Linked DNA regions of Mus musculus: regions 1, 3 and 4 are each linked to region 2. Evidence: chromatin contacts called from public HiChIP or PLAC-seq and promoter capture Hi-C data. All regions are on one chromosome and are shown on one strand. Each heading gives the region's core, a stretch centred on a gene start, on an enhancer-like site or on the middle of the called end of the contact. The rest is flanking DNA. Distances are from core to core; before and after follow the strand shown. Region 1 overlaps Galnt2 (polypeptide N-acetylgalactosaminyltransferase 2). Region 2 holds the start of Abcb10 (ATP-binding cassette, sub-family B (MDR/TAP), member 10). Region 3 has its middle 84 kb from the start of Pgbd5. Region 4 overlaps Galnt2 (polypeptide N-acetylgalactosaminyltransferase 2).

Region 1 (4,988 bases), core at 1,710-4,209, 290 kb after region 2:
TGTTGCCCTCCTGGCTGAGGTCATCTACCTGTAACCCATAAACCTGCTATGTCCTGAGCCAACATTCTCTGTCCTTAGCGTTTGACCCAAACGGTCAAGTCTGCTGGCAGCCTGGCACTGCAGTGGAGGAAAGGGCAGAGGCATTAGTGGGTCAGAGGTCAAATGGAGCCTGCAAGCTGCTGGGTATGGGTCTCTGGCCTGTGTGTAAGGGAGGAAGAGGTGGCACACGGAGGAGGAGCAGAAGCAGCTGCAGGAGGCACTGCCTAAGTCCACCTAACAGTCTGCAAGTCACCCTCCTTGGAGAGCACCGGCGGTTTGGCTTGAGTTCGAGAGTATAACATGTTTTAAATTGAAGGCAGATGGACTAAGGAGAGGAGGGCTTGCTGTGTGAGGCTCAGGAGCCTCTGAGCCAAGGTCCTGTGTTTAGTCTTGTATTGTGCTGTGTTTGTTATGCCGATCAGGAGTGTCAGAAGTGCTGATAGAGCCTAAGCCTGGTCTTTGGAGGTTGCGGGCTTGGTCTTTGGAGGTTGCGGGTTTTGATGAGCAGCAAGAGAGCTTCGTGTTAGAGGGATCGGTGGCTGCCTCAGCTGGAGAGCACTGTTTGGGTGTGAAGAGTGGCAGAACTTTGGGTAGGATGACACTCAGAGCTTAGATCCAGGTGCTCAGCTTCCGTCTAAATGGATAACTGCTCTTGGCACTTAGATCTGCCCTGCCATGTTGTGTCTGCAAGGCTCGGGCCTACGTGGCTCACCTTCTAGTAGGGGTTTCATCTCTCTTTCCTGTTTGTTCCCCTACTTCCTGTTTCAGGCACCAAGCTGACAGGTGCCGGGCGGGATGGTGGCCTTGCTGCTGCTCACCCAGATGGTGCCACATGCCTTCACACGCTATGAAACTGCTGGGTTAGGTGCAGGGGTGGTGTGTGAGGTGTTCAGCAACAGGAGCAGAGCCACCCCAGAGGGCAGAGGTCACAGGGATGGGGCTGTGTCTGCTGCTTGGATGGCTGAAGCCAGCTGAGAGTAGATGGGATCACTAAGCTGTGGAGATGAGCGGCTGTGAGGTATAGTCAGGGAAGGGGAAGATGTGTATAGTTAGAGGAGGAGGGGAACTTCCTGCTGTGGTAGGCGTGGCCTCTGAACTGGCATTGTTCTGGCTCTCACCTTGTAGGTCCACAGGGGCAGCTGCTCTCTTGTAGCACCAGTCACTGTCTGGTACTCTGTAGATCAGCCCCCTGCCCCTCAGAACGTTGGACAGGGAGAAAGTATTTAGGGCTAACCTTGTTCCCACACATAAGCCATCACTGCAGCCACAGCTTGGTGGCGGGTTCAGATCCTGGTGCTGGGGGTGCAGGCATAGTCTCTCACTCCTCAGGGTAGGTGGAACGATTTTGTACTGTACAGGAGTCTGGGAAGATTTGGTAAGCAGAGGTCTCCTGTTGAGGGTTGAGGCAGGAGTGCAGGCTCCTCCTATTTGGGAAGTGGGTCTCTGCAGGGGTGAGAGGTTCCCCTCACATCCCACTGTGAGCTCTGCCCAGCTGATCCCTTATGTCAATACCTCTCATGCCAGACTCTCCTTAGAATCTGGGAGGTTGTCTTAATGGTTTGATTTAAAATTCATGACAAAAAGCCCTTCTGTTTTGAAGAATGGCGTGTATTTGAGCTCCTTGCGGCGGGCTGTGATGTTCCTGGGCGATGCGCTCTGTTTAGACTCTGTTTAGAACGATTTGTGGTCTGCTCTGCGTACGCTGCTGGGTGTGGGAACCTTTTTGAGGTGTGAGTTATTGGTGCTATAACTCACTCCTCGTTACTGCAGCATTGCTTACCTGGCATGAAACACAAGTTGTGTTGATGAGTTCTGATGGAGCCCCTGAATGCAGAGCTCTGTGAGGGTCCTGCAGCCTCAGCACATGCTGTGATGGGGAGGTAGGCACAGTGCAGCAGATGCTTCACACACATGCAGTTCTTGTCTCCTCTGCAGCTGCTCATGGCAAATCTGCAGGGTACAGGACTGGCCGCTGAGTTCTTTCTAGTGTCTGTGGAGTTGGTTCTCTGCCACAGGTGCTGCTGGTTCCCATATCCCACCCCCTTCTCACTCTTGCATTGACTGTGGGTGGGTTTGTGGGTATGCACATGGAAGCAGGAGTGTGGTTTCCTCTACAGTAGAGGAACTAGACAGTATCACTCTGTTTGTTGAGAGAGGGTCTTTCACTGGGACCTGAAGCTTGTCCGTTGGGCTGTGCTGGTGGGCAGCAAACCTCTGGAATCTGCCTGTCTCCACCTCCCCAGCATTGGGGTGGTAAGTGTGGGCCACCAGCCTGACTTTTTTTCATAGATGCAGGGATTCAAACTCTTTGAGCTGAGCCATCTTCTCAGCTCATGAGAACCCCCCACCCCCAGGATAGCTAGTGGCCTTGAATGGTCACAGCCACCCACCCTGGCATGTGTTTAAGTCAGAAGGAGTCTCCAGCAAGACCCCCTTCCTGAAGTCTGCAGCCCATATGAGCTAGTTCTGTTAACTCTGGTCCTGTACCCCTGCTCAAGTCCCTGGGAAATGGGGATGTTTGGGGTGCTGTCACGGCTTCACAGTGTGCTTGCTGTTCGTTTGTAGTCTGCTTTTAGGCTGGCTCATTTGGAATTAGCAAACTCGTCTCATGCTCAGAATAGATCGTGTTGCCAGGGATCAAAGCCAGAATCTGAGTGTGGGTATGCTGAGGCTGTTGCTGCTTCTCAATGCCCATCTCTCCTGTCCTGTTGCCTGCTTACTGCTGAGGAGCGAGTACAGCCATGGAACTCTGAGATGGAAGCAAGGAGTCCAGGCATCCCGCAGTGGCCACAGCGCCAATGCCAGCAAGTTCCTGCACTATGTGAATCACTTGGTGTCATAGCCTTGGGTCTAAAGAGGCACACACAGTCCCTGGCCCAAGGCTTGGTAGATGGGTGTTTCCTCTGTGACTGCCTGAGGGCAGAGACTAGCTGCGCGGAACAGGAGTGATTGCAACCCCAGGATGTGGTGAGAGCCTATCAAACAGATCTGTATGACCTTTGTGTACCTATTTGTGAAGTGGGCACAGATTAGGGTAGATGTCCCATGAGTGGCTTCTAGTGGCTTTTGTCCCCCACAGTTGTCTTAGTTACTTTTCTGTCCTATGAACAGGAATAGAATCACGACCAAGGCAGCTTATGAAAGACAACATCTGACTCGGAGCTCACAGTTCCAGAAGGTAGTACAGTTCATGGCCGTCAAGGCAGGAAGCATGGCAGCAGGCAGGCAGGCATGGCATTGCAGCGGTAGCCGAGAGCTTTACATGTCGAAACAGCAGCCAGGAGGTAAGTGGAGGTAGGGTTGGTGCCTAGGCTAACTGGGAATAGCATGAGCTTTTGGAACCTCAGAGCCCACCCCTAGGGACACACCTCCTCTAACAAGGCCACACCTCCTAACCTTCTCAAACAGTTCCACCAATGGGGAACCAAGGATCAAATATAGTAGCCTATGGAGCCATTCTTGTCCAAGCTGCCACAGCAGCCTGAGGATACTTGGAGACCTCTTAACTGTCTGGAGACACCTGAGTACCCCCACCCTCAACCCTATAATAAATCTCATTGCACTGGCCCGGTGGTTCACATGCCGGCAAAGGCACCTTAATTTCTAGCCCACGCTCTGTGTGCCGTGCGGTGTATATCATTGTTGGATCACAGGGCTGCTCCTGTCTTCCCTGGGATCAGCATCCCATAATTTAAGCTAGGGATACACTGGGCTCACACTTGGCTGCCAAGGATCTAGAAGCTTGCCATTTAACCCTACCGTGAGGGGAGGTGCCTCAGGAGACCAAGGTTGACACAGCCATTTGGCTTCCACTGGAAAGGCAGCCATATGAATTGCATGCCTATTTGAACAGGGAAGTCCTGTGCAGAGTCGGGCAGGCAGGTGGGAGCTTCTCTTCTGCTGTGTCCCCAGGGACTATGGCTGACTGTGGAATTCATACTCAAGTAGATACGGAGGTGTCAGCAGAGGATCCTGTTGTGTGTTCAGAGTTTGGTGGACCCCGGCCAAAACACCTCAAGAGTTCGTGGGACAGAGCAAAATGGCAGACCAGGTCGGGAGACTCAGGGACCAAATAGGAGGAGGATGGGCGTTGGTGGCTGAATCTCTAGTCAGGAAGGTAGAGAGAGATAAGGGCTCCATTGATCAGAGGATGCTCTGTGGCTAACCCTACTCCCAAGCAGTTCGCACTGCCCCAGAGGACATAGGGTCCTGGGAAAGCTCGTGGAACTGGGTCTGTATTCCCTCCAGCGGGTCCTAGCATGGCTGTCACTACCTGTGTCTCCATTTGGGGTTTGGCAGGGCTGGGTCTTGATAATGCTGAGGTCTTAGGCCTAAATAAGAAGAGTGGTGTGTTGTCAGCCATCAAGCAAGGTTGGGGTCCTTTGTTAGGAAGGAAACTTTCTTCAAACTAAAGGCAGATCCTTCCCTACCCGGTTTGTTTCAAATCCCCCTTTCCCTTGAAGTCTCCGGGCTTTGCTGGGGTGTTGGGCAGAGCTTTTTGGAGACAAGTGGGCACTGGACGACTCCTGATTGTCTTGCTGTACTAGGCCTGACATAGGCAGGACTTCTTCTGCTCTCAGGAAGTCTGCAAAGGCTACGTCTCAGTTAGGATTGTCAGCAGATGCCCCATTGGTACAGGGCCTATTGCCCAACTGTGCCCCCTGTCCCTGGGGCCACAGCCTTGCTGACCTGTGTCCCTGTACTTTCAAGGGTACTTAGAGGGGCTTCTGTGCTGGTGGCCACAGGAGAGTCTGGTCTTCTGAAGTGGAAGTGAACTGTGCCGCTTGGATTCTTCCTTTTCTCGATGCAGCATCAGGACCGATCTGAGCAGACTCTTCCGTCTTGTCACAGGCCCTCAGCATGGGTTAGAACTATATTATAACTCAGCCCACACTGACAAGGAAAGAGGAGGGAAACCTGGTTTGGCTTAGGAACAAGGCTGTGTGTGG
Region 2 (5,751 bases), core at 2,856-5,355:
CTGCTCACTGGGAGAGCCGAGCCCTGGCCTGCTATCTGCCAAACACACAGGAAGCCTGAGTAAGTACACCCCTGTCCCCTCCTGCTCCCCCCACCCCACCCCACCCCCGTCTGCTCCGTGCACGTTCCTGATGGCCCTGGGCTCAGCACCTTCTGAGGCTCCTGGTAACCACAGTGATAAGAGTAGCACTCAGTGCTGAAAGGCTCTGGGTAGCACTGCAGACTTAGTGATACCAAGATAGCTGAAATCCTGAAGGAGTGGGCTGCCCAGAGGAGTGACCGCTCCACTTCTGCTCTGGGCGAGCATCTGCAGACATCTCCCATTGGAGGCCATGCTTTCCAAGTTTTGGATCTATAACTTTGAAGTCTTCTGGGGAACAAACTGCTGAAGTGGAGGGAAGGTAGGATTAGTACTGAACACAACCCCCAGTCTTGGGAGTGTATTTTCTCTAAAACTAGAAAACTAACATCCGAAGCCAGGAGTGATGGGGCACACCTTTAGTCCCAGCACTCAGGAGGCAGAGTTTGGAGCCAGCCTGGTCTACAGAGTGAGTTCCAAAACAGTCAAGGCTACACAGAGAAACCCTGTCTCAAAAAAATGAGGGTGGAGAAGGAAAGTGTCATGCTAGAATGGCGGTCCCGTCTCAACAGCACACTAGGCCAAGACTGTTTCACGTGGAAGAGGTTTTATTGGGTGAGACAAGGAGGTGAAGGCAGAAAGAGAGGGGGGGGAGAGAGAGAGAGAGAAAGAGAGAGAGAGAGAGAGAGAGAGAGAGAGAGAGAGAGAGAGAGAGAGAAAGAGGTGGTGGCAGAAAGAGAAAGGAGAAAGAGAGAGGGAGGGGTATTCCCCTTATTTATATGGAAAATGACATAACACAGGTAAAGGTGTGAGGCAAGCCAAGTGGATTCTGGGAATATAGTAGCTGTTGTCTTGGTAACAGGTCTGTAGGTCACTCTGTTGCCTGTGATGTCATATGTTTGGAAGGTCCTGATGCCAACAGAAAGAGAAAGAGGAGAGGGAGAGAGAGGGAGAGGGAGATGGGGAGGGGGAGGGAGAGAGGGAGACAGAGAGAGAGAGGGAGAGAGGGAGGGAAGGGAGGGAGGGAGGGAGAGAGAGAGAGAGAGAGAGGGGAGAGAGAGAGATCTGCTGCTTTGGGGGGGGATATTTAAAGAAATGATGACAGGCATGGTGGCTCCTGCTCTGACAAGGGAATAATGTTATGAGTTTGTGGTCAGTCTAAGCTATAAAGTGATCTCCTGTCTCAAAAACCAGACAGACAGACAGACGAAAACCTATGCAACAGTTCTGTTTCCCCAGCATTTCAAAGATGTGCCAACCCTTAGCATGATCTATTACAAATTAACGGCCCCACCACTTCCTTTTACTCCCACCAGGGCCAACATCCAGACCAGCTTTGCCATGACTTCTGAAGAAAAGATAAGCTATCTAAGAGCTCTTCTTCAGCTTTCCTGGAGACAGAATATATTTACTACCTCCTTAGGAAGCCTTAAGAATTCCCAGCACTTGGGAGGTTGAGGCATAGATTTCAAGCTGGAGGCCTACCTGGACTATAGAGCAAGACCCTGACTCAGAAACAAAACCCTTACTGTCGGCGGCAGTGTGTCTGTCCCTCAGGCCACACATCTGATGGTTCAGTGAGGCAGACTGACAGCTCGGATGATGGAAGCCGGTTCCTGTTCTGACTTACTTAATGCAGACTCCACAGCATGCTGGCAGGGCAGGACAAGTGGGGCCAGATGGCAGGTCACAGACATGACAGGTACAGGCAGACAGGGAAGGGCTAGGTGGCATCAGCAAAGCCTGATTCTCCACAACTTTGAGATCTTAAGTTTCAGAAGCAGAAGCCTAGGTGCCTGCCTCAGCCCCTCACAGCCTGCACACAATTGCCCAGAGTCTCAGGCTCCTCCGTGCACACTGTCTGCTCCTCCCTGTGCCCTCCCCCACTTCCCATGGACATCTTTTAAACCTGGGTTTGGTGGCTCACACTTATAATTCCAGCACTTGGGAGATGGTCAAGAAGATCAGGAGTTCAAGGACATCCTCGGCTACATAATGAATTTGAGGCTAGCCTGGGCTACATGACACCTGTCTCAATAAAACACAGAGGAGGGGGCTGAAGAGATGGTCCAGTGGTTAAGAGCAGTGGTTGCTCTTCCAGAGGACCCAGAGTTCAGGGTTCAATCCCTACTACTCTCACATGGCAGCTCACAACTGTCTATAACTCCAGTTCCAGGGGATCTGACATCCTCACACAGACATACATGCAGGCACATAATATAAAACAAAAATAAATGTTCATATGATGAAAGTAAATAATTCATTTAAAGAGATTAAGGAAAATACAGAGGGGAAAAAAAAAGCTTACAGGATAGCAAAGAAGACAATGACTTTTTCCATTGAAATCCACAACCATTGTAAAATCTGTCTTCTTTTACTAAGGTCACAACAACTTCCTGATTCTCGTAGATGGCAGTCCCCTGTGCCCTTGCTCCACAGGCAACCTGCTCCATGCCCAATAGCCCCCAAAGAGAGTAATTTGTACAGCAAGGGACCCAACAACCTATTTGAAGTCCTGCCTGTTTCAAGAACTGTGTGGCAAAGTCTTTCCTTTTTGCAAAACCCTCATGCCTATCCCATTTCATCTCTGATCCAAACACTTCGCTGCCTGCTAAGCAGGGATTCCCAGGAGCAGGACTCCATGTCAGCTTCCCAAGGTAATCGAACCCACAGGAGGAGGGCACAGTTCATATTCACAGAAGGAATGGAGATTTAGAGCTCTAGCTCTCAGGATGGCTCTGCTCCAACCAGCCTTGCCTGCACCGACTGCCAGACATGTGGGAGTTACAGAATATTGTCACTTAGACCCAGCCAATTCTGATTTCTCTTTAAAAGCCATTTGTCTATCCGGCTGAGTTACTGTCTAGTTCTTTTATGCTGTGGCCAGTGCCTGGTCCTGACCAAGTCACCACTTAGGGAGGTGACAGCCAGCACAAAGCTCACAGTGATCCACTTCATTCTGGGAAATTTTGGTGGTTGCTTGATACTGTGTAACCCTAGCGATGTTATTATTATTACTACTATTATTATAAATGTATACTATAAAGTAGACATGATTTTGGCAAAACTCCTGTTTTTTTTTTTTCTTAAAGGAGGAAACTCTAACTTATTCAGAGAATGCCCCAAAGCAGATGCTGACAAGCTGATAGGGACCAAATATTCTAGTAATAGGCTCAGATGGGGAGTGCCAGCCAGCATCCATAGCTTTCCAACAGGTGTCAGCAGACTTGATCGCCCTTGTCAAGGCCAAGGCCAGGCCGAGGCCCACCGGCCGCCCACTGGCCCACTAGTACCCCCAGGTTCTTACCTGACAGTCTCCCGCGCTCGGGGCGCACCAGCCCTAGGAGCTTCCATACTTCTGAGCGCCCGGTCGCCGCGGGACGCCGCTGCGAGTCGTTCCCAAGGTCTCGCACACCGGTGGCAGCTGCACCCTGGAGCCTGGCGAACAGGGGATGTGCGGCGCGGGGTCCTGCCAGCACCCAGCACCTGCGGGCCCCCGAGGAGGTGGCCCACTGCCCCACGCCGCCAGGCAGCCCGGATAGGGGCGCGGGAAAGCGGAGGCCCGAACCCGGCTTGTGGATCAGAGAGGTCCACGCGCGTACGAGCGGGGTCCATTCAGAAGCCAGCCATATCCGAGAGGAGACGGCCGGGGCCCACGCTCGCACGGCAGGGCCCCGACGCGGAATCAGCAGTAGCGCCCTAGCAGAAGGGGCGCGCATGGCGCTGCGTCTGCCCGGACAGTCTCACCAACCGGCCGGGCCGCACGCCCCGGGACCCTCCCCGCCCGGCCCGAGCACAGGGCGGGGACGCAGCAGCGGCCCGCCCCTCCCGCCCCATCGGGCCAGCGCCCGGGCCGCGCCTTCCGCCGCGTAGGGTCCACCCCTGGGCGGCGACCAGCCGCTAGCTCCCCGGCAGTGCCTTGTCCGGCAGGCAGTCGCCAGCGCCTGCGCCCGCCAGCCGCACGCGGAAGCTTTTTCGCTCTCCTGCGCCCTCCACGACTTGTGAACCTGGAGCGTCCGAGCCCTTTCTCTCGCCGGTCACTGGCGGAGTGCGCATGCGCGGCACTCAGGTCGCCCCTTACGACCTGAGTCTCTTGCTTGAGACCTTTGGGTGCCTTCGCCTTCGTGCGGTCGGCAGACCAAGGAGTCTCCACATCTTGGAGAACTGTGCAATGCAGGAGGTGCCGCAGAGGCCCGGAGAGTAGAAGTGACCCCGAGAGCAGTGGTCTTAAGGACGGCAGGCCGGGAGTATCCTATGGAGGCCTAGGTTGAGGAAGGGGGAAGAGTTTGTGGACTCCTAGATAGTTCACTCGACCAGAGCGAATTCAGCCGCACACGCTTTTAATCCCAGCACATAAGAGGTAGAGACAGGCAGATCTGAGTTCGAGGCCAGCCTAGTCTATAGAGTGAGTTCCGGGACAGCCTGGGCTACATAGTGAGCCCTGCCTTTAAAAAAAAAGGGGGGGGAGGTTGCAAAACAACCTCAACACCAGTATTTTAGTTCAATATATTCCTAAAACCCAACACGAATGGGGGGGGGGAATCAAGGGACAAAACATCAGACTTTTCAAATGCATAATACCCCAGTTCCAACCCTGGAAAAGTCATTTATTAAAATAGGGAGTGGGAGGGTAGTGCAATGTTCAGTTCAGGAGCACCAGGTCCCTGAGTCCACACAGATAAAGGAGAGAGAGGGGGAGAGAGAGAGAGAGAGAAAGAGAGAGAGAGAGAGAGAGAGAGAAAAGAAAGGAAACCAAGCAGTTAGCAGCTGGTTGTAATTTGTTTATCTGCTTTCTGTTTTGTTTTCCTCATGTTTGGCCCAGACATTGAGCACTCCTTGAATCGAGGCAGAGGCAGGTAAATGTGGATCTATTTGAGTTCTAGGCCAGCCTGGTCTCATAGAGAGTCCCAGGATAGCCAGGGGTTACATAGGAAAAAAACCTGTCTCAAAAAGCCCAGTAAAAATAATAACATAAGAATCTTTCATATTTGTCTGGCTCCTGAGATCTCAGCATCGTTGTATGTTTTCCACACTCAGACAAGGGCCTCACCTACATGTGAAGTTACGAGGTGGAGGGGGTGAACAACACCGTGAGTGAGGTTAAGTCTGCCTTGAGCAAATTGGAGATGTGGGAAGCAGGCATGTCCTTTAAAATCCAGCCCTGAGGCCCAAGAAGACTTGAGTTTTCTTCCCATCAGTGCAGGAATTATAAGCCCCAGGGAGTCACAGTGTGAACTACACCCCAGCCACACTCAGCAGGACCCAGGTTCCTGCCCAAGCTCCAGGAGCACTTCCTGTTCCTTCCTCTTGGACCCCAGCTGAGCATCGTTAAGGAAGGAATGGCCTCCAGGCTGGCAAGAGTAGCCACTTTCTGAAAATTATTGTTATTATTTTTTAGATTTATTCATTTATTATATGTAAGTACACTGTAGCTGTTTTCAGACACCTCAGAAGAAGGCATCAGATCTCATTACAGATGATTGTGAGCTACCATGTGGGTGCTGGGATTTGAACTCAGGTTTCTGTTTGTTGGGGTTTTTCTGTTTTTTGTTTTGTTTTGGGTAAGGGGGTTTTGAGTGATCCTCCTGCTTCAGTCTTCCGGGTTCGGGGATTACAGGTACTGCCATCCTGGAGGCTGAACCAGGAAGATTGCCATGAGTTCAAAGCTAATCT
Region 3 (5,374 bases), core at 1,179-3,678, 370 kb after region 2:
ATATGATAGCACCATTTAGCCATCCAGTGACTCTGATAGAACAGGAATGTGACCTCTCAGGAGCTGGGACTCTCTCCATCCTGTGCATTGGTAAAGGAGCCATAGGTTCTCTGGCCCTTGGGTTCCAGAAACCCCTGGTTTCCAGGCCTGTGAACATGGGCTGAGCAAACAGCCCGGGTCGTCTCCATCTCCACGATCAGAGAAGCTGCCTGTGTGTAACTATTGGTCTGTTAGGAATCCCTGACACCAGAGAGTTTCAAAACACCCACGGGTACAGCCTAGAGCACCAGGCTGAGGGGCCTGGGTTATAGCTAAGTCATCTCTCCACCTTGGAACTGTATCAAAAGTGAGGTGGGTGAGAGAGAGAACAAGACCCCAGGAGAAAGAAGAGACTGTATGAGAGTGACCCTTGGCCGTGTTACAGTACCTATGTAGCGGGTACAAGGGCTGGGGGTTTGGGGATAGTGGGGTAGACCTACCCTAGGCCTAACTCCAGCTATGGACAAGGCAGGTACACGCTGACACCCTGAGTTCCACTCAGATCCAGTAAGAAGATGGAGGAGGAGGAGAGAGTCCAGTCTTTATACTGAGTTATCACATGTCACCAGGGTGCCACACACGAACAAAGGAAAGCTTGAGAGGCAGGAGTGGGTGGACAGAAAAGGATGTGGAGTTCCCATGTTAGGACTGGTTAGGACTGGCCAGCCCTGGAGAATACTTTGCCTCTAATTTTCACAACCCATAAAGTGTTTCCCTATTTGGCACTGGGCAAGCTCTAGCAAGCCAGCCATGAACCTGGGTGACTTGTATAGGTCACATGAGGCACCAGCTCTGAGACTGAGCCTGTCCTGGGGCAAGGGGAGGGCTCAGTGTTGTGCTCTGTGTGACAAGAGGTGGTGAGAAGATGGCAGTCCTCCAGGAGAGACCAGGGCAAGCAGCCCCCTTGTAGCAGCTAGCACATGGCAGTTCTCAAGAGCTGGAGAGCATCAGAGAAGGCTTGGGGATTCTGAGGGGAGAGCGAGGACCTAAAGAAACCTCAGTCAGTTTGGGCTTGCACACCAGACCCACTCCTTGCACACTAGACCCGCCCCTTGTACACTAGAATCACCCCTTGCACACTAGACCTGCCCCATGCACACTAAACCACTCTTTGTAAACTAGACCCACCCCTTGCACACTAGGCACACCCCTTGTACTCTATACTGCCCCTTGTACACTAGACCTGCCCCTTGCATATTAGAGCCACCCCTTACACACTAGAACCACCCTTTGACACTAGACCTGCCCCTTGCACCCTAGACCTGCTCCTTGCACACTAAACAACTCCTTGTAAACTAGAACCACCCCTTGCACACTAAACTACTCCTTGCTCACTAGACCCACCCCTTGCACACTAGATCCGCCCCTTAGGCCAGTCCAAAATGGGAACCCTGTGCTCACTTGCAAGAGGGGCATTGTGGGAGAGGTGAGTGAGGAGGGCATTGTGACCCTGTGTTACACCTAGTGGTCCTCCAAGGAGCAAAGACAGGACTGTGAACTCATGAACTTCCCACTGGAGACATTGAATATGCTCTTCAGCAAATTGGACAACCTTGCAGACTGTAGCTATTCTCATCTGCCTCTCGGGGACCTTCAGTGCCCTGGTGGGAGTAGAGGTGGGGCTGTCCAGGAGTCAGGAGGCACAGCCCCTTACCTGCTCGGCTGAATTCCTGTAAGTCAGTCATGGATGCTAAGCCATTTCTCCATGGCAGGAAGAACTGTGGGGCTAGATAGAGTTTTTCAAGAGAGCCAAGTTGTCTGGCTTGGGACGTAATAAGGTGCTAGGGAAAATGGTGGGCTTTGGGTGTGACTAGACCTGACCTCCTCCTTCTCATAGCTGAGCCACTAGCCTGCGTCATTGCCAATCTCCGCTGTAAACTGGAGGGCTGAGATTTGGGCTGTGCACAGCCCAGGTCCAGGTGAGGTCCTTGGCCTCATCCAGTGTCCCTGTGATGGTGGCTCAGCTTGTCCAGTCCCAAGGTTACACTTGCTACTCTTCTCCACTGTAGGCTCCCATCAGATCGGGGGTGGGGTGGGGGGGGAGGGCGGCATGACAACCTACCACCTCTCCCCGTCTCTAAGATTCAGTTGTCCTTCGGCACACTGTGAGCTTATCCTCTACTGGAAAATACGGTTGTAGCATCACGGACCCCTCAAGTGTCCCAGTGCCTCACAAACCTAGACACGGTGACCAGGTGAAGGACTGTGGGGCTCTGCAGCTCCTTTCCTTTCCCATCCCCGCCAGGTCACCCAGTTAGTCCCAGTGACCGTGTTGTTGCTGGTCTCACGTGGGGCTGTGTCTTCTATAATTCCAGCTGCCCACACTCCCCAGTCCACAACACTATTTGGTCTGTTTTGTGCTAATTTGAGGTTCTGCTGCCCTCTGCTGGCCAGACCGGGAACAGCCTCACCCAGAGGTAGGGACATTTCCCAGGAAAGAAAGGCAAAAAAACCTAGGTTTAGAAGATCATGGGATCCAGGTAAGATCAGGCTGTCAGATCTGTTGCTGTGTTGTTACCCTGACACTTTTGAGGTTAGACACAGCACCTAAACCTGCCCCTCTCCCAGGCCCAGTTCAGTCCACCCATTCCAGGGCAATAGCCTTGGATTCTTAGGTACCCTATACTCTAATGTCCTTAGAGGCCTCAGTGACTCCTTCTCAAGATCTTCAGATATTGTGCTTGGCTGCATGGGATCATAAAGGAATTCCCCACCACATACCAGCTTCCCTGAGCCCGCTCAGAATCAGACCGGATTGCAGAGACCGCACTGTCCTATTAGCACCTGGTACAGACACCAAGGTTACCGTGGGCTTCTTGGGTCAAACACCTACTCACTGTCTAGAGAGCTAACGGGCGCAGTCTCAGCAGCCCCTTGCCCCGCAGAACTGTCTCGAACACGTTGAGCTCAGGAGCATCCCTGTGGGGCAGCTCAGAGGTGCTGGCCCATATTTGCCAGGGTCACATAAGGTTTGCTCCAGGAACAAAGGCACTCAGCTTGTGAAGTAACACCTCCCTCCTGACCTGCCACAGTACCTCGGACCCAGTGACAGTGAGTGACAGCCCATGTGCCCCAAGCCTTGGCTTTTACTGTTAGTGCTCTGGGCAAGTGAGAGGTCTGGTTTTCTCCTCTGTGCTGATGAGTGTTCTTCTTACACCTCGGGGTCTGGGATTTGGTGTTCCTCCGTGGTTTGATTTAATGATAGTTGTAGTCTGCTTGCTTCAGGTGCCCTTCTCTCTCAAGGCAGCCACAGCCATGTGTTCCCATGAGCCCCAGCTGTGCCTTGAATGTGGTTTGTGCCCCCCAGCCCCACCCCAATCCCACCCCCACCGGACCCCAACCCTCTACATGCTCAGCTTCTGTTTGGAGGATCTTACTTCTGACCTGCATAGTCCAGGCTGTCCTCAGACTCACAATAAAGTTCCTTTCACCGTGTACTCACACATGCACACATGCGTGCACATGAACGCACGCACACGCACACGCGCACACACACACACACACACAGGGATGACAGGTATATTCCACCATGCCTAACTATGTGTTGAAATTCAGTGCCCACTGGGAGGCTTCAAGGGGACAGGACTTTAGTCCGACTGTCACCCAGTCAGGGCTCTGGAAGGGGGATCTGAATAGGCAAAGTCATCAGGGTGGTGCACCTGACAGTCCTGGTGGCTTTTTAAAAAGGACTGGCTATGGGGCCATCCCTTGTCTCCATGAGATGGCTGAGCCACCTCAGGATGCTGCCAGCCACAAACCATCACCAGCTGGAGCACCTGGGCTCTGACATTGGGGACAGTGAGTGGAATCAAACTTTACAAAGCAACCTAGCTTTGAGCACATCACTAGATCAACAACGACGACAACGAGAAAGAGACCAAGACAGAGAGAGACAGACAGAGGCAGAGACAGAGAGAGACACACAGAGGCAGAGAGAGACAGAGGCAGAGAGAGGCAGAGAGAGACAGAGACACACAGAGACAGACAGACAGACAGACAGACAGACAGACAGAGGACTAAACCTGCCCTCAAAAGCCTATACCACTGAGACATATGACCAGATCTTAGTACCCATGGTAGGAAGGCTGGGACTCAGGATTAGTAAACGAACCCCAGCAGGCCACCTAACTTCAAGGTCTCTTTTCCTTCAGGGTGCATCTGCCCCAGGAAATCTTTGCTCTAAAAGTACCACTTTGACATTACTCCTGTGGAAGGACAGCTGAGGGCCCAGACCTGAGCTCTGAGCCAGAGGGAGGGAGGAGGATGCTGGTGTCCTGGCCCCTAGTGGCCATCTAGGGGCTCGCTGAGCTCATTCTCTGGGATGGACAAAGAATTGAACATCCAGGAAAGAGCGAAGTCCAAGCCACAGAGACAGGGCCTCTGACTTGGGAATGTTTCTATTTAGGAGTATGGGCGCTTTACCTGCATCTATGTCTGTGTATCTCATGTGCCTGGTACAGAGGCCAAAACACCGAGTTGAATCCCTGGAACTGGAGTTACAGATGGTTGTGAGCCGCCATGGAGATAGGTGCTGGGAGCTGAAGCTGGGTCCTCTGGAAGAGCAGCCATTTCTCCAGCCCTGGGCTGACTATTTTACAGGGTCCTCTATTGGTCCTGTTTAAGGCACTCAGCCTTGAAGCTGTTTCTTTTCACAAGGTCTCTTGAGAATAAGCCACCATCACCTCGGGGACCTGCTGTCACATTCCCTGTCAAACACTCTCAATCCCTGCTGTTCAGAGAGCAACAGCCACTGCTGTCAGGGGCAGGGGTGATGGCTGAGGAAAGGGGCATCGTCTCGGGGGAGTGCAGGTCCAAGAAAGGGGATTCTTATGAGACGGGCTCCCATATGGGGAACAGTGACCCCACGTCTTGAAGATGGCTGAGGTTCTCTATGCGTTTACCTAGAACTCAGGTTGTGTCTTTTCTCTAGAGACCTTATATCCCCTTATGACTAGAAAGTTGGGGGGCCCTTGAGTCTCTCCCTAGATTCCCCACAGAGGCAAAGGTCATGTACATGTTGGAGCGAGGTTTTTATGGGGACTTGACCAGTCTCGGAGGTCCTGGGAGAAGGACAGTCCAAATCAATCCTTGGAGTAGGACCTTCCAAGTGTCTTGTCTGGCCTTGCCAGTTGGTTAGCTTCTTTAAAAACAACAGTGGGCCTGTCTCCCTTGGCCGCAGGTCAGGGCTGCAGTGTTGAGCTGAGACAAAGTCACGGTGTCCCCTATTTAGTTATTAAGAATTCATTAGTGAGAAATAATTGTCTAAAACATCTCATATGCAATTAAACCTAATATCTGGCCTTATGATTCCCCCTGGACTGTTAAATTAGCAAGC
Region 4 (5,084 bases), core at 2,410-4,909, 340 kb after region 2:
TCAAATTGTTCACCTAGGCTTCTGGAAAATTCCATAGCAACCATCTTGAAATGTAGAGCTGTCTGTGCTATTTTGCTGGGCAGAGCTTGAGACATGTATCTAGCTCAGGTAGGATGGGGTGGGGCTGTTTCCAGCAAGCCCATTCTGTGTATCTGACTGCGGCTGGGTCTGCCGTATGTGCCGTTGGCTGTGGTTAGAGGCAGGAACTCTGCTTCTGCAGTATGCTGCTGCCATGAATAGCATCTCTCCACACAGTGTGGAGGTCTCTCAAAAAAACAAAAACAAAAAAACAAAAAAACCACAAAACCATATCTTCTGACAACGGAGCCATACCACTCCTGGGGATTTACCTAGAGGACATTCAAGTCAAGATCACACAGACAGACACTTGCACATTGACAATTACAGCAGCGGTAGTCACAGCAGCCACGTTACAGAGGCAGGCCAGGTGCCATCAGCGTGGGGAAAGGCAAGGACACTGGGGTTGTTTTCAGCTGTAAAGAAGGAGCCGTCATGCCATTTATAGGAAAATTGATGCAATCATATTAGGTGAATAAGCCAATCTCAAAATGACAGACATCACACGCTTTCTCTTATTTGCAGATCCTAGACTTTATATAGACTTTATATACATAAAATCATGTATGTATTTATGACAGGAAGGTAGAAATGAAGCCGTCTAGGTTGGAACAGAGGAGGCGCTTGGGAAGGGAGGGAGAGGTATATGGGAAACAGGCTTAACACAACTACATGTGTATATGAAAACTTAAAAAATAGTTTTTACAAATGAGTCTAAGGGTAGCTGCCTCAGCACAGCCTGGGGCTCTTTGCCTGGCCTGCTTGGTTACAGGTTACAATCAGTGTTCCGCAGAGCCAGGCACCTGCATGTGACTCAGCTCTGGGTATCCCCGGTGAGCCTGCTATCCCCTGGCCAGGTCCGGCTTTGTGATGGTGGTCAGCTGTCTGTAGCTTTCCAGCAGCTGCTCACCCTGGATGCCAGCTCAGGAGTGGGGAACGTGTTTCCAGCTCTGGCTTGGCTAGCACTCCGGCCACACAACAGGCTAGATGACTGTTCCAGACACTTTGGAAACATTGTATCAATTGCCAAGGCAGCCACTGAGATGACAGATCTGTCTTCCCCCAGCTGAGAGGAACTGGGGGGGGGGGGGGCGAATTCAGGCTTCCAGTGAGCCACTGCCTCTGCTCAGGGCCTACATCCTCCCAGTGTTCCTGTGAAAGCAGTCCTCACTGCACTTCCGTGCCCCAGCTGGGAAGCTGAAAGATCTACCTTAAGTTCTTCAGGGTTTTGAGACTTCTGATTGTTAGCATGCTGTAGAGACTCACACGTCGTCCGGTGAGTGGCAAAGGCAGAAATCAGACCAGCCACAGGGCTCCCAGCTACGTTATCTTCCCACCTCAGCAGCAGGAACAGACCTCAGCTCAGGACAGAGTGGGGCACATCTCACTGTCTTCACAGAGCCAGGAGGCTGTTCCCTGTTCCCAGTTCCTCTTGGCAGAATATAGAACTCCCTACATCTCCAGGTGAGGACTAAATTCATTCAAGTCAACTTGGTTCTTTATATGGGGTAGCCTGGTCTATTCCAACTCAAGGTGTCAGAACCGCAGGCTAACCCTGAAGCAGAAGGAAGTGGGGGAGGGAGGCAAAGTGAGCAACCCAGAGGAAACAGAGGACTGTGTGCAGCTTCTCTCAGATACGCCCCCAACGATCTGTAACAAAACCAGAAACCTCTGATAGGTTGTGTGTTCATGAGACACCCAGAGCAGCTAAGATAATAAGACAGTTGCAGGTACATGTCTACGAAAAGAAATGTAAATGGAATAGATATTTTTCTAGGAAAATATTACCAAAATCACTCAAGAAATAGAAGGCACGAGCTGGGCATGGTGGCACACACCTGCCATCTCAGCTCTCAGAAGGGGAGAAGTGAGAGGTTGCGAGGCCTTGGGCTTGCGGTGGGGTGAGATGAGAGCAGGAGCGAATCACGGCAAAGGGTGAAGAGCGTGGAGTGACTCAGTACACGGTTACCGGTGCTCCTTACTCCTTGACGGAGACTAGGCAGGGACAGTGTGTGTGTCTGCTCCTACGTGGGAACCTGACCACAGCAGGGTGGTGTGGCAAAGCTGTGTGCCCAGGCGAGCAGCGACTATGTGTCCTCTCCGTCAGCTGAGTCCTCGGAGGTTGATACCATGCTGTTTAGGGATGTATATATGCCTTTTCTCTGTGTGATTAGTTAAAAGCATACCTAGGAGTGACAGCGCACCAAATCTGGGTTAGAGGTTCCCTCTCCCGACACTGGGGGTTGGAAAGGGCCTGAAAGGGTGGTAACTGTTGCCTGTGAGCTGCCGTAAAGACAGGACCACAGAGTGAAGGCCCTCCTGCTTGTCACTGTCCCTACACGGGCCAGTGAGCTACATCACTAATGTCCTGGTGTCTGTCTTAATTAGGGTTTCCATTGTTGAGAAGAGACACTATGACCAAGGCAGCTCTTAGAAAGGACAACATTTAATCAGAGCTGGCTTACAGGTTCAGAGGTTCAGTCCATTATCACCAAGGCAGGAACATGGCAGCGTCCAGGCAGACATGGTGCTGGAGAAGAAGCCAAGAGTTCTACATCTTGTTCTGAAGGCAAACAGGAGAAGACTACTGTCTTCCAGGCAGCTAGGAGGAGGGCCTCGAAGGCCACCCCCACAGGGACACACATCCTCCAACAAGGCCACAAGTAGTGCCACTCCCTCTCCCACGGCCAAGCATATTCAAACCTATGAGTCTATGGGGACATTCCTAGTCAGACCACCACAGTGTCACACGGGGTGAGAAGAAACCCAGGAACCCTCATCACCCTTCTGACCGTATCGTTGCTAGGACTTGACCCTCCCCTTGGGTATGTACATGTTCTGGCCGGTTTCTTCCTGTGTATCCTCAGCTTCACCTGTGTGATGCCCGTGGATAACGCCAGGACCAGTAACATGTATTACTGGCCACAGTGACATGTATTAATCCCTGCAAATGACCCAACGGCATTTAGGATCATCCAGTGTATGTCTGCAGCATCCGTCTGTCCCTGGGAGTCAGCTGGAGCTTTGATTTAATGTCAGAAATAGGAAAGCCAAGAGAAAGGAAAACCTTTTGTGTGTGTGAAGTGCGAGGCACATCCAGGAGAGGCAGGATCCTTCTGGAACTCTTTAGCTAAACTAAGGGTTTTCAAAATCTTTTAATTTGACTTTTTAATTTCCATACACACACACACACACACACACACACACACATTGTATTTATGTAGTTTTCCCTAGCCCCTCCCCTGTCCTCTCTCAAATCCATGGCCTCTTTCTCATTATTGTTACACACACATACACACACATGTATATAAATACAACCTGCTGAGTCTATTTGGTGGTGTGTGTGTGTGTGTGTGTGTCTGTATGTTATCTTTATGTGTCTGACTTGTCAAGTTGCCATTTTAGTGGACAGGAAGCTTCCAGAATGACAGTGCCAGTACCAAGTCTTTGGAGCCTCTAGTGAACCAGGGCCCAGAGTGGGCTTCTGCGTGTGTCTGGGAGAAGAGACTCCAGCTGCCTCGTTCTCTTGCTGTTGCTCGCTCTCCATCCTGCTTGGCTGGGAGGAAGCACCCTACAGCTGATGGACTTGTAGCAGCTGCCACCCTGGTTCCCACTGCCTCCAGAGCAGCTAAGACTGGCTGACAGGGCCAAGCAAGACTCTTTAAATGCAAAATTAATTGCTTCTCTTTTTAAAGCGGTTTGGTTCCTCCGGGGCCTCATCTGGGTTGAGTGTGGGGCTTATCTGGATCTGTGCGCACACTCGCTCCACCCGTGGGCTGTGAGAGCCTTCAGCTCGCACTCCTTAAGAATGGGATCTCGCTGAAGCTCCTGAGTGCCCAGACCTGAGCCTGAGCCTTAGGAATATGCAGAGGAGTTTTAATAAAACGCTGTGTAGCAGCAGCCTGCTTGTTCCAGCAAATGCTTCCAGAGCCCCAGGAGACTTCCAAAAGCTCCTGGAAGATGAGCTTCCTGCAGAGACGAGGAGAATGAGAGACTGGGGCGTGATTGGATGGGCCCGGAATCCAGCGCTCTGAGAGTGAAAAATGCTATCCATCTTCTCACGGTCCCACTCGGCCCTGTGGGTCCCTGGAGTCTCCCAACCCAGGTCTGCTGGCTCAGTCACTCCTGGGCTACGTGGGGACCCGGGTACAGAGGGCAGTGAGCCTCGAAGCATGGAGCCTCTCCCCCTTACAGCATTACAGATTGGCCTCTTGACAGTGAAGCCATTTGGTAATTTGTTTACAGTTGAAACTTGATAGATTCTTCGTTCATCTACCTTCCTGCTAATTTTTATCAATTGGCTTGTCCATGAAGGCTCGTCTACAGTGAGTGAGATCAGATGCTAACTGTAGAATTCGTTCCCTGACTCCCCACAAACAACTGCTATACAATTTTTTGTGTGTGATTAATTAAAAAGAATGTACTATAATGACTAAAATTAACCGACGCCCCTTCTGCAATTGCAGCCCTAATTGCTTTATAATTGTGCTGCTTTTCTTGCTGCTGCTCACAGACTGCAGGGCTGGGCTCCTCTCGACAGTCCTGGGGAAGCACTCATCTCGGGGCACCTGCCTTGCCCTCTCCACACCTCTCTACTGGTGTCCGGCGGCTGCTATGCCAGCATCCAGCTCACTGCTCAGCAGTTGAGTGTTGAGCCCTGACTGAGCTCCAGGGTTCTTCCAGAATCCACCTCCTTTCCCACTGATTTCCATTCAAGATAACTGGGGGAATCTGATGAGCTGCAGGGTAAACTGAGTCTTCGGTGTGTTGGACCCATGGAAGGCTCTGCCACTTGAAGAGATGATAAGGGCAAGGAGGGGTCCAGAGGCAGGGACTGGATTTGTGGGTTCCCTCCTCTTCAGTACGCCCTGTCAACCCGGCTGCTCTGCTGGGCTCCTTCTCAGTCTGGTGTCACTGGCATCACCATTGGCCACTTGGGACTCTGGCTGTACTCAGACACAGCTGACAGTGTCCCAAGGCTCTGACAAGGTCTTCACCCTCCTAGG

The links. Promoter capture Hi-C pulls out the DNA fragments that hold promoters and counts their contacts. HiChIP or PLAC-seq counts read pairs in DNA pulled down with a chosen protein or histone mark.
Region 1: a promoter capture Hi-C map of hippocampal neurons shows a contact between it and region 2, with 2.1 times the contacts expected there. The contact joins the enhancer-like site here to the promoter of Abcb10 in region 2. A contact is called at or near these places in 2 of 39 promoter capture datasets (hippocampal neurons and neural stem cells), 4 of 115 datasets of contacts at active chromatin or transcription factors (the 230-238 cell line, bone marrow-derived macrophages, embryonic fibroblasts and 1 more) and 1 of 9 other capture datasets (adipose tissue).
Region 3: a contact with region 2 is called in a CTCF HiChIP or PLAC-seq map of the NIH/3T3 cell line, with 9 read pairs. The contact joins the enhancer-like site here to the promoter of Abcb10 in region 2. A contact is called at or near these places in 10 of 39 promoter capture datasets (the 3T3-L1 cell line, 3T3-L1-derived adipocytes, cranial neural crest and 6 more), 5 of 15 datasets of contacts at CTCF or cohesin (the NIH/3T3 cell line, embryonic stem cells, large pre-B cells and 2 more), 5 of 484 Hi-C or Micro-C datasets (CD4 T cells, bone marrow-derived macrophages, cortical neurons and 2 more), 29 of 115 datasets of contacts at active chromatin or transcription factors (the NIH/3T3 cell line, T-cell acute lymphoblastic leukemia, acute myeloid leukemia and 18 more) and 3 of 9 other capture datasets (adipose tissue, embryonic stem cells and liver).
Region 4: a contact with region 2 is called in an H3K27ac HiChIP or PLAC-seq map of large pre-B cells, with 4 times the contacts expected there. The contact joins the enhancer-like site here to the promoter of Abcb10 in region 2. A contact is called at or near these places in 3 of 39 promoter capture datasets (hippocampal neurons and liver), 1 of 484 Hi-C or Micro-C datasets (nephron progenitors), 11 of 115 datasets of contacts at active chromatin or transcription factors (DN3 thymocytes, acute myeloid leukemia, bone marrow-derived macrophages and 8 more) and 2 of 9 other capture datasets (embryonic stem cells and liver).

The regions. Positions count from the first base shown.
Region 1 is chr8:124,272,907-124,277,894 of GRCm38.p6, forward strand. All of the region lies in intron 1 of Galnt2 (polypeptide N-acetylgalactosaminyltransferase 2), which reads left to right. Among named protein-coding and RNA genes, the nearest start is that of Galnt2, 44 kb to the left of the region's middle. Within about 2 kb of position 2,960, at least 77 of the 459 cell types and tissues checked have an H3K27ac peak or open chromatin away from gene starts, as enhancers often do. A contact at or near this core is called in adipose tissue and hippocampal neurons, where this site is marked.
Region 2 is chr8:123,979,017-123,984,767 of GRCm38.p6, forward strand. It overlaps Abcb10 (ATP-binding cassette, sub-family B (MDR/TAP), member 10), which reads right to left and starts at 4,106. Exons shown (of 13, transcript NM_019552.2): 1 at 3,386-4,106. The coding sequence starts at 3,797.
Region 3 is chr8:124,347,518-124,352,891 of GRCm38.p6, forward strand. No RefSeq gene overlaps it. Among named protein-coding and RNA genes, the nearest start is that of Pgbd5, 84 kb to the right of the region's middle. Within about 2 kb of position 2,429, at least 16 of the 459 cell types and tissues checked have an H3K27ac peak or open chromatin away from gene starts, as enhancers often do.
Region 4 is chr8:124,317,777-124,322,860 of GRCm38.p6, forward strand. The region is part of intron 3 of Galnt2 (polypeptide N-acetylgalactosaminyltransferase 2); the gene reads left to right. Among named protein-coding and RNA genes, the nearest start is that of Galnt2, 89 kb to the left of the region's middle. Within about 2 kb of position 3,660, at least 19 of the 459 cell types and tissues checked have an H3K27ac peak or open chromatin away from gene starts, as enhancers often do. A contact at or near this core is called in embryonic forebrain, forebrain and hippocampal neurons, where this site is marked.